Linked DNA regions of Muntiacus reevesi: region 1 is linked to region 2. Evidence: chromatin contacts called from public Hi-C data. All regions are on one chromosome and are shown on one strand. Each heading gives the region's core, a stretch centred on a gene start, on an enhancer-like site or on the middle of the called end of the contact. The rest is flanking DNA. Distances are from core to core; before and after follow the strand shown. Region 1 holds the start of ATXN7L3 (ataxin 7 like 3). Region 2 holds the start of GRN (granulin precursor).

Region 1 (6,335 bases), core at 2,935-5,434, 130 kb after region 2:
TGCAAAGCAGATATCCTCTGGGACCTCATGACCCCAGATGAGCACTAAACATCTACTCATTAGTATCAGCCTTAACTCTTCTCCGTATTTCATCTCTCAATGAAGGGAGGTGAAATTTGCTCACCGAGACCAGTTTGTTCCACTTCTTGTCTCTCTCAAATCTGTCAACCTGCTTACATCCCCATCCTATTCAAGGCCATCACCATTGCTCATCCTCTGCAAAAACCTAAAACTCATCTTCCTGCTTGCACTCTTGCCCCCTACAGTCCATTCTGCACACAGCAACCAGAGCTATCATTTAAAAACAAATCTAATTTCTGCACTTCCAACTTGCCTTGTCTTACCACGACCCTACAAGGCCTGGCCTCCGTTTTCCCTCTCCCTTCCCTCACTCCACTCTCCCTAATCACTCACAAGGATCCAACCAAGGGATATGTCTTTTGCTACTCAAACATACCTACAAGACCTTTGGACTTGCTCTCTCTGCCCAAAATGCCATTCCCCCATCACTACAGATAGCTTTTTTTTTTTTCATCCTTCAGACTTAGGCTCAAATGTCACCTCACAAGCCTTTCCTGACCACCCTCTCTAGAGAGGCCTTCTCCTAGATCCCCTTGTTTCTGTATTTGTTTACCTGTTCATTGTCTATCTCCCCAAACCAACACATTCAGTTTGAGATATGTTGGAGTTATGGTGGGATTAGCTGGTGGAGACAACTTATGTGTTCATTCATTATAGTAATCCCAGAACCTATTCCCAGGTAGCTCAGTGGTTTAAAAAAAAAAAAAAATCCGCCTGCCAATATAAGAGATGCAGCAGATACAGGTTTGATCCTTGGGTCAGGATGATCACCTGGAGGACGAAATGGCAACCCACTCCAATATTCTTGCCTGGACAGAGGACCATGGCAGGCTACAGTCTGTGGGGTCACAAAGAGTCGGACACAACTGAGCGACTGAGCATACATAGCATACATTTGACAAATCAAGAAATATTCATTAGGGAACTTTCCTAAAGGTCCAGTGGTTAAGACTTCCAATACAGGGGGCCTGGTTCAATCCCTGATCAGGGAACTAGATCCCACATGCTGCAACAAAGATTTCAAATGCTGCAACTAAAAGGTCCCACATGCCACAATTAAGACCTAGTGTAGGCAAATAAATAAAAATATTTTTTAAAAGATCCGCATGCTGTGCAATACAACCAAGGGAATAAGAATGGCCCATAGTAATGTCATATATATATGTATTATATATTATATATAGCCTCTTTTTTGCCCAAGTCTAATTGCACAAACCATCCCAGACTCAAACACACCACACTCTTCTCAGGCCTCTACATATTCTGCCTATATACATAACTGTTCCCTAGAATGCTCCTCTTAACCTCTCTTTCTAGTTAATTCAAGGCTCCACTTGAAAGATCACTCCCTCTAGGGAGCCTGCCCTGATGTCCTGACAAAAAGATTTCTACCCGTTTGTTTCTTTGGCTGCCTGAATGCCTCCACATTCAACCTTTTTTCCACATCAGGCTTTGCTGGGTGGTAAGCTCCACTAAGACAAGGTCTGTGTGTCTCTCTGGCTTGCTGCTGTAACCCCAAGGCCTCACCCAGAGCCTGGACCAGTGTAGTCCTTAGTGTTTATTGACTGGTGCTAACTGTGGAGACCGGGCACGTGCCCAAAGAGGTCACCACCACAGAACCACTCAGGCCAAGTGCCAAATGAAGAGTACAATCTAGTTTTAAAGGAGTTTGTTGTGAGGGTGGCCTGGGTGGAGAAGTGAGGAAGGATTTAGGTAAACAGGGAGGAGACAGGAAGGCTTCCTGGGCATATGTAAATTCCTTACGGCAGGGTATATTGGACATATTCTGAGACCAAGAAACAGATCAGTATCGTCGGAGTGGAGGATTTCTGATTCACACTAAGACACTTGAAGTACTGGCCTCCTACTTGGCTCTAGACTCAAATTCAAATACCTTCTGAGAGTCTCCACAGGTAATCCCACAGTATAACTCCCAACGAATCTCAAACAGTGAGAACTCATCATTCTCCTGTATCCTCACATTGCCCTTCCAGAGTTCCCCATCATGGTTAACAATGTCTTCAGGCTCTCTCTCTCTCCTTCACCCCACACATCTCAAGCTATGACAAAAACCTACTACTTTTAAGCTATCCAGACTCCCCACTCCAGAGCATCTGCTTAAGTCTGGTCAAACAGTTCCCCTTGAGGACTTCTGACAGCCTGTAGGGTTAAATCCCACTAACTTCTCAGCACACCCTTAGTCCTGTGTGGTCTGTTCTGCTTACTTCTCCACCAATTCCTATGTTTCAGCCAGTGCAAGAAACCTTTCCTAAGAAACTCTTTTACATCATTTGATTCCTCCTCCTCCTAGCCACCTCTGTCCCCTATGGAGTTTTGTTTTGTTTTTTTTTTTTTGGCCATGCCACACAGTGTATTTGATCTTAGTTACCCAACCAGGGAGGGATCAAACCTGTGGCCCCTGCAGTGGAAGTATAGTCTTAACCACTGGTTGGCCAGGGAAGTCCCTAACTCTCTTATTTTTATCACACTGTTGGGCAATTACTTTCCTACAGGTCTGTCTACCCCACAAATTGTGAACTTCTTGAGGAAGTGTGTCTTATCTTTGCATTAACACACAAAAACAGCTAAGATTCACCAAACACTTACATTGAACTAAGTTTCTCATGTACTGATTTGTCAATTCCCACAACCTAATAAGTACTGTCATCATACTCAGTGACAAGAGAGGAAAGCGAGGCAACAGAGGGCTCATTTGCTCAAGTTCATTTGTCAAGTCCACAGATTTGAATTCAGATGAGATGATTCCTGGTCTTAACCACTTAGGACTAGGGCCTCAATAAATGCTTGCCGAAGATTAAAGAGTCAATGATGGTCCCAAAGCAAAGATTTAACGCTTTCTTCATTTAAACTCATCTTCTGCGGGGAGAGGACTGTCATACACCCGTTCCAGGACTCCAGACAGAGTAACCGAAACGGCAGCGCCGGTCTAGGCATCTACTGCGGCTGGGAAAGGCCCTTTGCTCCCGAAGAGGGACTGTGAGAGCGCGCGGATATAGGTACACATAGGGGAGAAGAACTGGGTCGGAGGAAGGGTCTGGCCACTGCCTGGCAGGCTAAGGAGAGGAGAGGTGGGGGGTCCAGCGTGGGTTCCGGAAGCAGGAAAGGCGAGCAGGTGTGGGATCTAAATTAGGATGAGGGCGGGGAGGGCACTCCGCTCAGAATGGCACAGTTCAGCCTCCGCCCTCAGTGGAGGACCCTCATCTAGGGCGTCTGTTGGTTCTGAGGCCCGGAGTGGGCTGAGATCAGCACAGAAACACGGGGAACCGAGGCTCGGACGAGGCCCCTCGGTTTTCTGCCCTGAGGTGGTAACTGCGTCCCACTTCAACTCTGGCTTCTCCACATAAGTAAACTCCGGGGTGGTGGCGCTGGGGGTAAAAGAGCCGGGAGCCCGGAGGGAAGGGCGGGGGAGCCTGGGCCGGAAGGCGTCCCAGGCGCGGTTGGAAGCCGGCGCTCTCTTTCGACGCCACCCGCTGCCCCCGCCCCGGAGCCGGCCGGGACGGCACAACGTCTCCGCCCCCAGCGCACCGCGCACCTCACCTTGAACGCCGCTCCACCCACCGAAATCCTATTGGGCCGGCCGGGCCTAGGCAAGACGGCGATTGGCCGAGGTGGCTCCCGAAGGCCCCGCCCATATCCCCGCCCCCGTCCCCGTCCGCCGGTACTTTGGACGGCGGCGTGGCGCCCCTCCTCCCCGCCCGGTCCCCGCCCCCTGGAGCAAATGCTGCCGAGCTGCGGCCGCCGGGCAGATGCACGCGCTCGGGCCCTTCTAGCAGGCGCGAGCAGTCGCTGGGCGCGCGAAAGCGAAAGAAGGAAGAGGAAGGGAGGGCGGGGGCGGGGTGTTGAGGAGGGGCGGGAGGAGGAAGAGGAGGAGGTTGGAGCGCGCTCGCGCTTGGCCTCGCGCCCGCGCGAAGGGAGGGGGAGAGGGGCGCGCGCGCGCACGCTCGCGTTCTCGCTCGCTCCATCCATCCATCCTCCGGTCGCGGCACGCGCGCGCGCTCCGGGCTCGCGCCGCACCCCCCGCCCGGGAGAGGCGGGCTGGAGTGGGGGGCGGGGGGAGGGGCGCGCGGACGGCGCGCGGACTGCGCGCGGGCGGGGTGAGGTGAGGAGGAGGAGGCGGCGACGGGACGAGAAGGGAGGGGAAGGGGCCATGGCCGCCCGGTGAGGCGGCGAGGCGGGGGGGCGGCCCGACCCCCCGGCCCCGGGCCCTGGGCCCCGGGGAGAGGCGAGGACGGACCGACGGACATGGGGCTCCGGAGCAGCCGCCGCCGCCGCCGCCGCCGGAGGACGCGGCCCTGAGAGGCCGCCGGGCCCCGGCGCGGCCCCCCGGGCGGGGTGAGTACGGGACGGAGACGGGGACGGGGGAGGGGCCTGTGGGGGGCGGGGGGCGGGGCCCGAGGCGGGGCTTGGGCCCCCTCCCCCCAGGTCTGGGTCAGCGCCCCTTCCCCTCCCCCCGGGCCGACGCGGAAACGCCCGGCTTCCCCCGGCTTCCCGGCCCGGCCGGGGCCCCTAGCTCTCCCCCTGTCTGGGTCCCCCCTGGGCGGGGCAGGGCCGGCCGGGGAGGGGGCGCGGGGCCTTTGTTAGGGAGCCAGGCCCCAGCCCCCGGGACAATAGAGACACCCTCCAGGACTCCTCTCCCCGGCCGGCCGGGGCTGTCGGCGGGCGGGGAAGAAGAGGGGCCGGGACGTGTCCCACTCTGCCCACTCTCTAGGGGTCGGTCTGTCCCGGACCGGCGCCGGCCTCCGGCGACTCGGCTCTCCTCCCCCCAGTCGGTATGATGCAGCAGCAGTGCCGCAGGGACGGGGGAAGAGCCGAGGCCCGGCCTCCTACCCTCCTCAGTGCCCCCGGCTCGTTTGTCAGTCCCCACCCCACTCTAGGCCGGCAGCTCCTTAAACTCGTACCCACCGTTCAGAGGGGCCCCGGACTGTGTGCTCTGTTTCTGAATCCTTTGGTGGGGATTCCTGGACTTTGGGGCTCTTGGAGAGACTTCCGGGCTGGTCCTGAGGGAGGGAGGGTGGTTATCTCAAGAACAGGTAAGGGGAGTGCCCACTCCTGGCATGCCATCCCACCGGATTCTACCTCCTCTTTCTTGCTCATGGTGGCTAGGATGCCCTTTTAGCTCTAGGCTTCTGTGGGCTCTGCTCTCCGTCTGCAGTGGCAGGCTTATTTCAAGGGAAGACAGAGTGGGGTGAAGGTTGTAGGGTCCTAGGGCCATTCCTACTTCTGGTAGCAGTACCCCCCCAAGTGGACATCCTGGCTGAAAGCAGAGGTGACTCTGAGGAGAGCCTGGAAGGGGGGGGGGAGTGTATTTAGGAGTCTGTGCAGTTCTTTGCCACACCCTGTGGGTTTGCTTTGAGGCCTTAGAGTTCCTTCTCCTCCCCCTGCTGCATTGCACCATGGGTATGGAAGAGGGGTTTGAGTTTTGGGAACCTGGGGTGAGCTGCTGCCTCCTGTAGACCCAGACTCTGATTGGCAGTAGGAGTCCAGGGCCTGAGTTCAGGCCTGGGAAGGACTAGGCCGCCCTTGGGTTTCAGGCCCTGCAGGACCATGCAGACTTAACAGAAGCCCTAGGGAGAGGTAGATCTTGATGCCACCATTAAGCTTTGGGCAACGAGGTGCGATGGGGAGGTGGCAGCCATTGGAGGTGCCTTGGACTCACACCAACATCCCCCCCCCCCCCCCCCCCCGTGTGTGTGCAGCCGTGTTGCCGCCCGCTGTGCTATGAGCAGTCAGAGCACCGTCTCCACAAGAGTTCACAAATGAAAATGGAGGAAATGTCTTTGTCTGGCCTGGATAACAGCAAACTAGAGGTGAGGGCTCCCCCACATGTGCCTCCAGTTCTTTCTCTTGATGTCTCTTCTTCGCTATATCTGGCATCCACACCAGAGAGGAATTTGGGTAGTCAGCCTTGTTCTGTAAAGGGAAGAGCCAGCTAAGAAGGCCCAAGGATCCAGAAGAAGAAAGAACTCAAAGTCAAGATGGGGAAAAATGGCAAAGGAAGCTTTATTTTTGGCCAGAGCGAATTGGCAGGAGATTTGGTTGGTGAGAGTTGCCCTCTGTCCATGGGACTGTGACTCTTGTGACCCTGGATGTTCTCCCCTGGGCCCAGGCCATCGCTCAGGAGATATACGCAGACCTGGTCGAGGATTCTTGTTTGGGATTCTGCTTTGAGGTACACCGGGCTGTCAAGTGTGGCTACTTCTTCCTGGACGACACGGACCCTGAGAGCATGAAGG
Region 2 (5,604 bases), core at 778-3,277:
ACTGCCAGGGAAGTCCCACACCAGGTCCTTTCAGGATCCTCAAACATACCCACCACGCTTCCCCTCTTCCTCTCTCTATCCTGGAGCAGAAACCCAGCTGCATGTAGAGAGCCCATATGTGCCCACCAGGCTGCCATTTGCATCAGCCAAAGGAAGCAAGTCTCATTCTCTGAAGGGGAGTGGCCTTTCATTTCCTGAACAACTCTTCCCCCAAGCTCAGCCAGCCCTGCTAGTTCAATGAGGCAGGCCCAGGAGATCTTACCCTGTCTAGAGGGGCCAAAACAGTCATGTGTGCTGAACCTTTTAGGAGCCAGTGACAACATTCTATGTTATTTTCTTTTTTTTCCTGTAACAACCATCCAAAATAGGAATTATTACCTTTAATTTTCTAAGGAGGAAACTGAGGCTCAGAGATAGGAAGTAACCCGCCCATGTCATATATCAAGACATAGAGATGACAGGCTCTGATGGCTCCAGAGTAAATTGGACCTGGGTTCACAAGTGGTACCATGGACAGTGCCTGGGAATGGACCCCCCAAACCCAAGGAGGATACAGGCCTGATGTCCAAGCAGAGAAGAGGAATAGAAATGTTTCTTTGAGCAGGTGGACTGGACCAAGACAGAAATGTGGGGTACAGGGGCTGACTGGATACTGCACATGAGTGCTAGAATGAAGGCCTCAAAAGTTGCTTCCTGTCTCTGGGCCTCAGTTCTCAGTGAGTCTGTGTGTGGACACTGCACACTTTGTGTGGCAGGGAATAGCACACACAGGGTCACTCACATCCTCTCTCCCTCACCTGGCTTTCCTCACTGCCCTCTCCCTAACTCAAAGACCATCCCCAGGAGGCTATCTCCTGTACAGGTGAGGCTGAAGGAGACTGGTCCTGGACCTCAGCCCTTTCACTCTCTTCCCCAATGCTCACAGCTCCCTGGAAAGGGAGCTGGCCGCCCTGCTTTTTAGGAGTCCAACCATAACCCTCCGCAGCCTCCTGGGCTGCCCTGGCCAGAAGGAATGCCTGTCCGCACACATCTCTGACTACTCAGCACCCTAGTGATTCATTTGGGTACATCCTTCTTCCTGGGTATCCTGAGGTTCGGAAGTAGTGTACGCTTCTACTGAATACACATGCATGCGCGTGCACACACACTCAGGACCAGAATGGGGAAGAGGGAACCCAATTCATCTCAGTAGGGTTCCAAGAGGTGACCTCTCACCCCCACCGACACTGCCACTACACAGAGGGAGGACAGGAGCCTCTTCAAGCCCCCAGCTCCGTCATCTTCCACTAGGTGGCAGCCCCCCACTTCGAGTGCCAGGAGAGAGATTTCCCAAAAGGTGAGCCAACCCAGCAGCGGAGAGAGCAGGAAAAAGTGACCGGGGGAGACGGAAGTTAGCTCGTCCCACCCCTCCACGAGAGGAAGTTAGAGTCAGACACAACCCAGGGGTTCAATCACCACTCCCGAGTCCCTACTGTCTTTAAGAAGGCCAGGGTCTCAAGCCCCACTCCCAGCTCTCTGAGATCGGGGGCCAGGGGCGGGCGCCTAGCTTGCTCCCAGCCGCTGAGGGGACTGCCCACCAGCACCACTACCAGCACCTGCCGATGGGGGCGGAGTCGACTCAAGAACAGTGATCTCTTCTTTGGGAGAAGGGGCTGCAGCTTCCAGGGATGCTGGAGAGAGAGAGCCCCTTCTAATGGGGGTCACTGCAATTACTGTTTACTCCCACCACCCATAAAACTCCCTCCAGTGCATCGGAGTTTCTATAAGGGAATCTTTTTTTGTATCCCTGCTGAAACTCCAGAGGAGCCCCATCTCCCACGTCCCCCAGGCTGGGCCCCTGGGAAGGAGCAAGCGAGGTCCCCCCTCCTTACCTGCGTCGGGGTCCGCGATCGCTGGTTAGCAGCGGTCAGGCAGCTCAGCCACTTGGGCCACTCGGCTCGACGGCCCACCCACCTCAATTTCCATTGGTCAGGTGTCCGGGATGTCGCACTCCCATTGGCTACTCGTCGACGTAAAGGCGGGGCCAACCTGGAATCCTGTGTGTCTTGTCCTACTCAAATTCACTCCCCTCCCTCCTTCCTCTCTCTCCCCAACCCCCCATTTCTAGGGATCATGTGATTGGGGAATCATGTGACGCCCTGGGACGGCTCAGCCTGTTTGCGGGTGCCCGCCGCCTTCTGTTGACCCATCCCGAGGGTCAGCTCCTTTCCGGGAACGTTGAGAGCCAAGAGATCTGCCCCTTAGTGGGTGCGTTCAAGAGCGTTTAAGGGGTGTCTCCTAGATTTAGAACATTTGTCTGTATTCTCTTCATCCCATGCAGATTTAAGGCTCGGCAGCCGGGCCCCAAAGGGGGCTGAATGAGAGTTGTGAGGGCAAGGATAAACAGACCTCAGGCCCTTTCCTCAAGGTGCTCACAGCAGGGGGTGGGGTGGGGGTTGGAGAATCGCGTTCCAGGTGCTCCGGGTGTGTGTAGAGAAGAGGTATTGGTTAGATCTGAGCATGAAAAAAAGATTTAATTCCACCTTGGGGGCACTTTTTGGAGCTGAGTCTGGGAGGATCTTAAGTGGCAAGTGGGGAGGGGTTGGAGAAGTGGCTAGACAGGGGGTATTGGGGAAAGCATTAGAAAACCAGATGGGAAGGGCAGCCTTGGGCGGGGATCGAACGCCAGGTTCAATGCAGTGCACGTGTGGAGTAGCTGGGTGTGTGGCACCAGGCTGGGCTGACTGGGTGTGGGTGCATACCGGAAGAAGCTCCTTAGTTTCAGTCAAGCCCTGCCTTTCGGGAATTGACTTGATGTGCGCAAGCGTGTGTATTCAGTCGTATCCGACTCTGCGACCCCATGAAGTCTCCTCTGTCCATGAAATTTTTCAGGCAAGAATATTAAAGTGGATTGCCATTCCCTTCTCCAGGGATCAAACCGCAGGCTCCTGCATTGCAAGCAGATTCTTTACCACTGAGCCACCAGGGAAGCCCAAAAGTGAAAGTGTTAGTCGCTCAGTTGTGTCCGACTTTTTGCGACTCCATGGACTGTAGCTTTCTAGGCTCTTCTGTCCATGTAATTCTCCAGGAAAAAGTACTGGAGTGGGTAGCTATTCCCTTCTCTAGGGGATCTTCCCAACCCAGGGATCAAACCGGTGTCTTGCACATTGCAGGCAGATTCTTTACCATCTGAGCCACCAGGGAAGCCAGTGAGGGAGAGAAAATATACCACACAGAACAGATTCACCAGTAGCAGGAGCTACAGGGCCTGGCCCAGGCAGAGATGGGTGAAGGGAGATGTACCAGGAGATACTGGAGGAAGGGCAGTGCTTGGTTGCCAAGTGGATGGGAAGCACTGTAGGTTAGGCAGAGAGCTTGGGGTGGGGGTGAGGCTGGGATTGGGGACAAATAGGCAAACTCAGGGGTGGTGGGAGTCTGTGTAAGGAAGAAGTGGCAGAGTTGAGGAACTATGTGACAGCGGTGCTCAGCCTGGGCCTGCAGAGGGTCCAAACGGTGGATTAGGCCCCTGCTGAGAATCAGGACTGTTCTGTATACTGCTATGCTTATTCCCTGTCTCATATATCCATATGCTTCTATGGACACAGCAAGCACAGATACACAAATACCATGCAATGTTTGGCAAATCAATAAATGAACCTATAATCATGACTACACGGAACCAGAAAAAAAATTACACAAAGAGGAAAAAAAAAAGCAACCTTGAATGACTGAAACAAATATCACAAAATCCATAATAGAGTGATTTGCCCACTAGGGACATTAGGCAGTGTTTGCAGACATTCTAAATTGTCACAGTTGTGGGGCGATGCTACTGGCATCGAGGGGCAGGAGACAGGGATGTTGCTGAACAGCCTACAATGCACAGGATGGCCCCCACAACAAAGACTGAAAGTGTCAGTCGCTCAGTTGTGTCCGACTCTTTGTGACCCCATGGACTGTAGCCCCTCAGGCTCCTCTGTCCAAGGGATTTTCCAGGCAAGAATACTGGAGTGGGTTGCCATGCCCTTCTCCAGCGGATCTTCCTGACCCAGGGATTGAACCCAGGTCTCCTGCATTGCAGGCAGATTCTTTACCATCTAAGCCACCAGGGGAGAACAACAAAGATTATTCTGCCCAAAATTTCAGGTGTGCTGAGGCTAAGAAACTCCCTCTGAAGGATCATATATGTTCTCCGTGAAAGCACTAGGTGACCCTCATGCAGTGCCTCTTTTATTTTATATATTTTTAATAAATGCTGTCACCTGACTTCCCAGCATTGGTAGATACCGAAAAATCAGGGGATTTATGCGTTGAAGTTTTTTAGAAGCAATCACTTCAGTTTAGCAAGGATTAAAAGCATTCAATAGGAAAAATTACAAAAAGCAGACTGAAGAACTTAGAAGCCAAATGTCCTGGGGACATTGAGTTTAGGGACAAACAGTCCTGGACAACTCAATGGATCTTAACTGCTGCTCTTAAAGAACAGTAATTAATAGTTAAGGTACGAGCCTGAGCTCGTACGAGTTAAGAAGATTTTAATCATGTGCAGTTACTTTGATTACTGTGGCAAAGGAATGTAAGATATTTACTAAAAGTCTTGTCAAAATGGATGCAGCGAACCTCCACTTCAGTGGAGAGGGTACAGTTCCCCCAAAGACTGAAAAAAAATCTCTCCCACATTCCTCAACAAACACGCATGTCCTTAAACCTCCCAAGTCAGGAATCTCTCTCCTTCTACTTTTTGCTTTTAAGAAGGAAGCATCATTTTGTGAACAGGGTAGACTGAGAAGAAGCAATCCAGAGTCACAGAAAGATTTGATATCAAAAGGTCCATCCCTTTTTGCCTTATTCCCTGACTCCTCCCAGGCTCCTTTGATCAGGCCTTTCGATTTTTTATTTTGATAGAATCAACTGGCTGTAAATATGAGGAATGGACTCTAGACAATCAGTTCTATTGTATTGATGTGTCTGTCCATCCTTAAGGTCAGTATTACACTGTCTTAATTACTATAGCTTTGTAGCTAATTTTAAAATGAGGAGAAGTAGGAGTCCTCTAACTTATATTTCAAAATTGTCTTGGCTATTCTAAGTTCCCTGAATTTCTATGTGGATTTTAGAATCTGTTTCTGCAAAGACAACTGAGATTTTGACAGAGAATGCACTGTATTTGGGGTTTATTACCATGTTAACAGTTTAAGTTATTAAGTCTTCCTGCCCATTAACATGGAATGTCTTTTGACTTATTTATCAGTTTCCTTTTGACAATTGCCAAGTATTCCACACTATAGTTGTTAGATGTTTATTTAACTAGTCTCTTTTTTTTTAAATTTTTTTGGCCATGCCATGTGGCTTGTGGGAACGTAGTTTCCCAATCAGGGATCAAACCCATGCTCCCTGCAATGGAAACACAGTCCTAACCACTGGACTACCAAGGAATTCCTCTAACCAGTGTCATTGAAGCCTTTTATGTGTTTCCAGTTTTTGCTGTTACAAATAATTATACAATGAATATTTATGAACTTGTGTCTGAGTATGTATATGGGGGTTAAATTCCTAAAACTAACATTTTTAGGAATGTTAACTTGTTAACGTTGCTGGTTACCTGAGTATGCACATTTGAAATGT

Evidence for each region. A called contact is a pair of places that touch in the nucleus more often than the background predicts.
Region 1: a Hi-C map of blood shows a contact between it and region 2, with 3 times the contacts expected there. The contact joins the promoter of ATXN7L3 here to the promoter of GRN in region 2. A contact is called at or near these places in 2 of 3 Hi-C or Micro-C datasets (blood and muscle).

The regions. Positions count from the first base shown.
Region 1 is chr18:18,519,368-18,525,702 of mMunRee1.1, forward strand. It overlaps ATXN7L3 (ataxin 7 like 3), which reads left to right and starts at 4,185. Exons shown (of 13, transcript XM_065909834.1): 1 at 4,185-4,434; 2 at 5,799-5,909; 3 at 6,209-6,335. The coding sequence starts at 5,859.
Region 2 is chr18:18,393,290-18,398,893 of mMunRee1.1, forward strand. GRN (granulin precursor) reads right to left here and starts at 2,028. Exons shown (of 13, transcript XM_065909074.1): 1 at 1,872-2,028.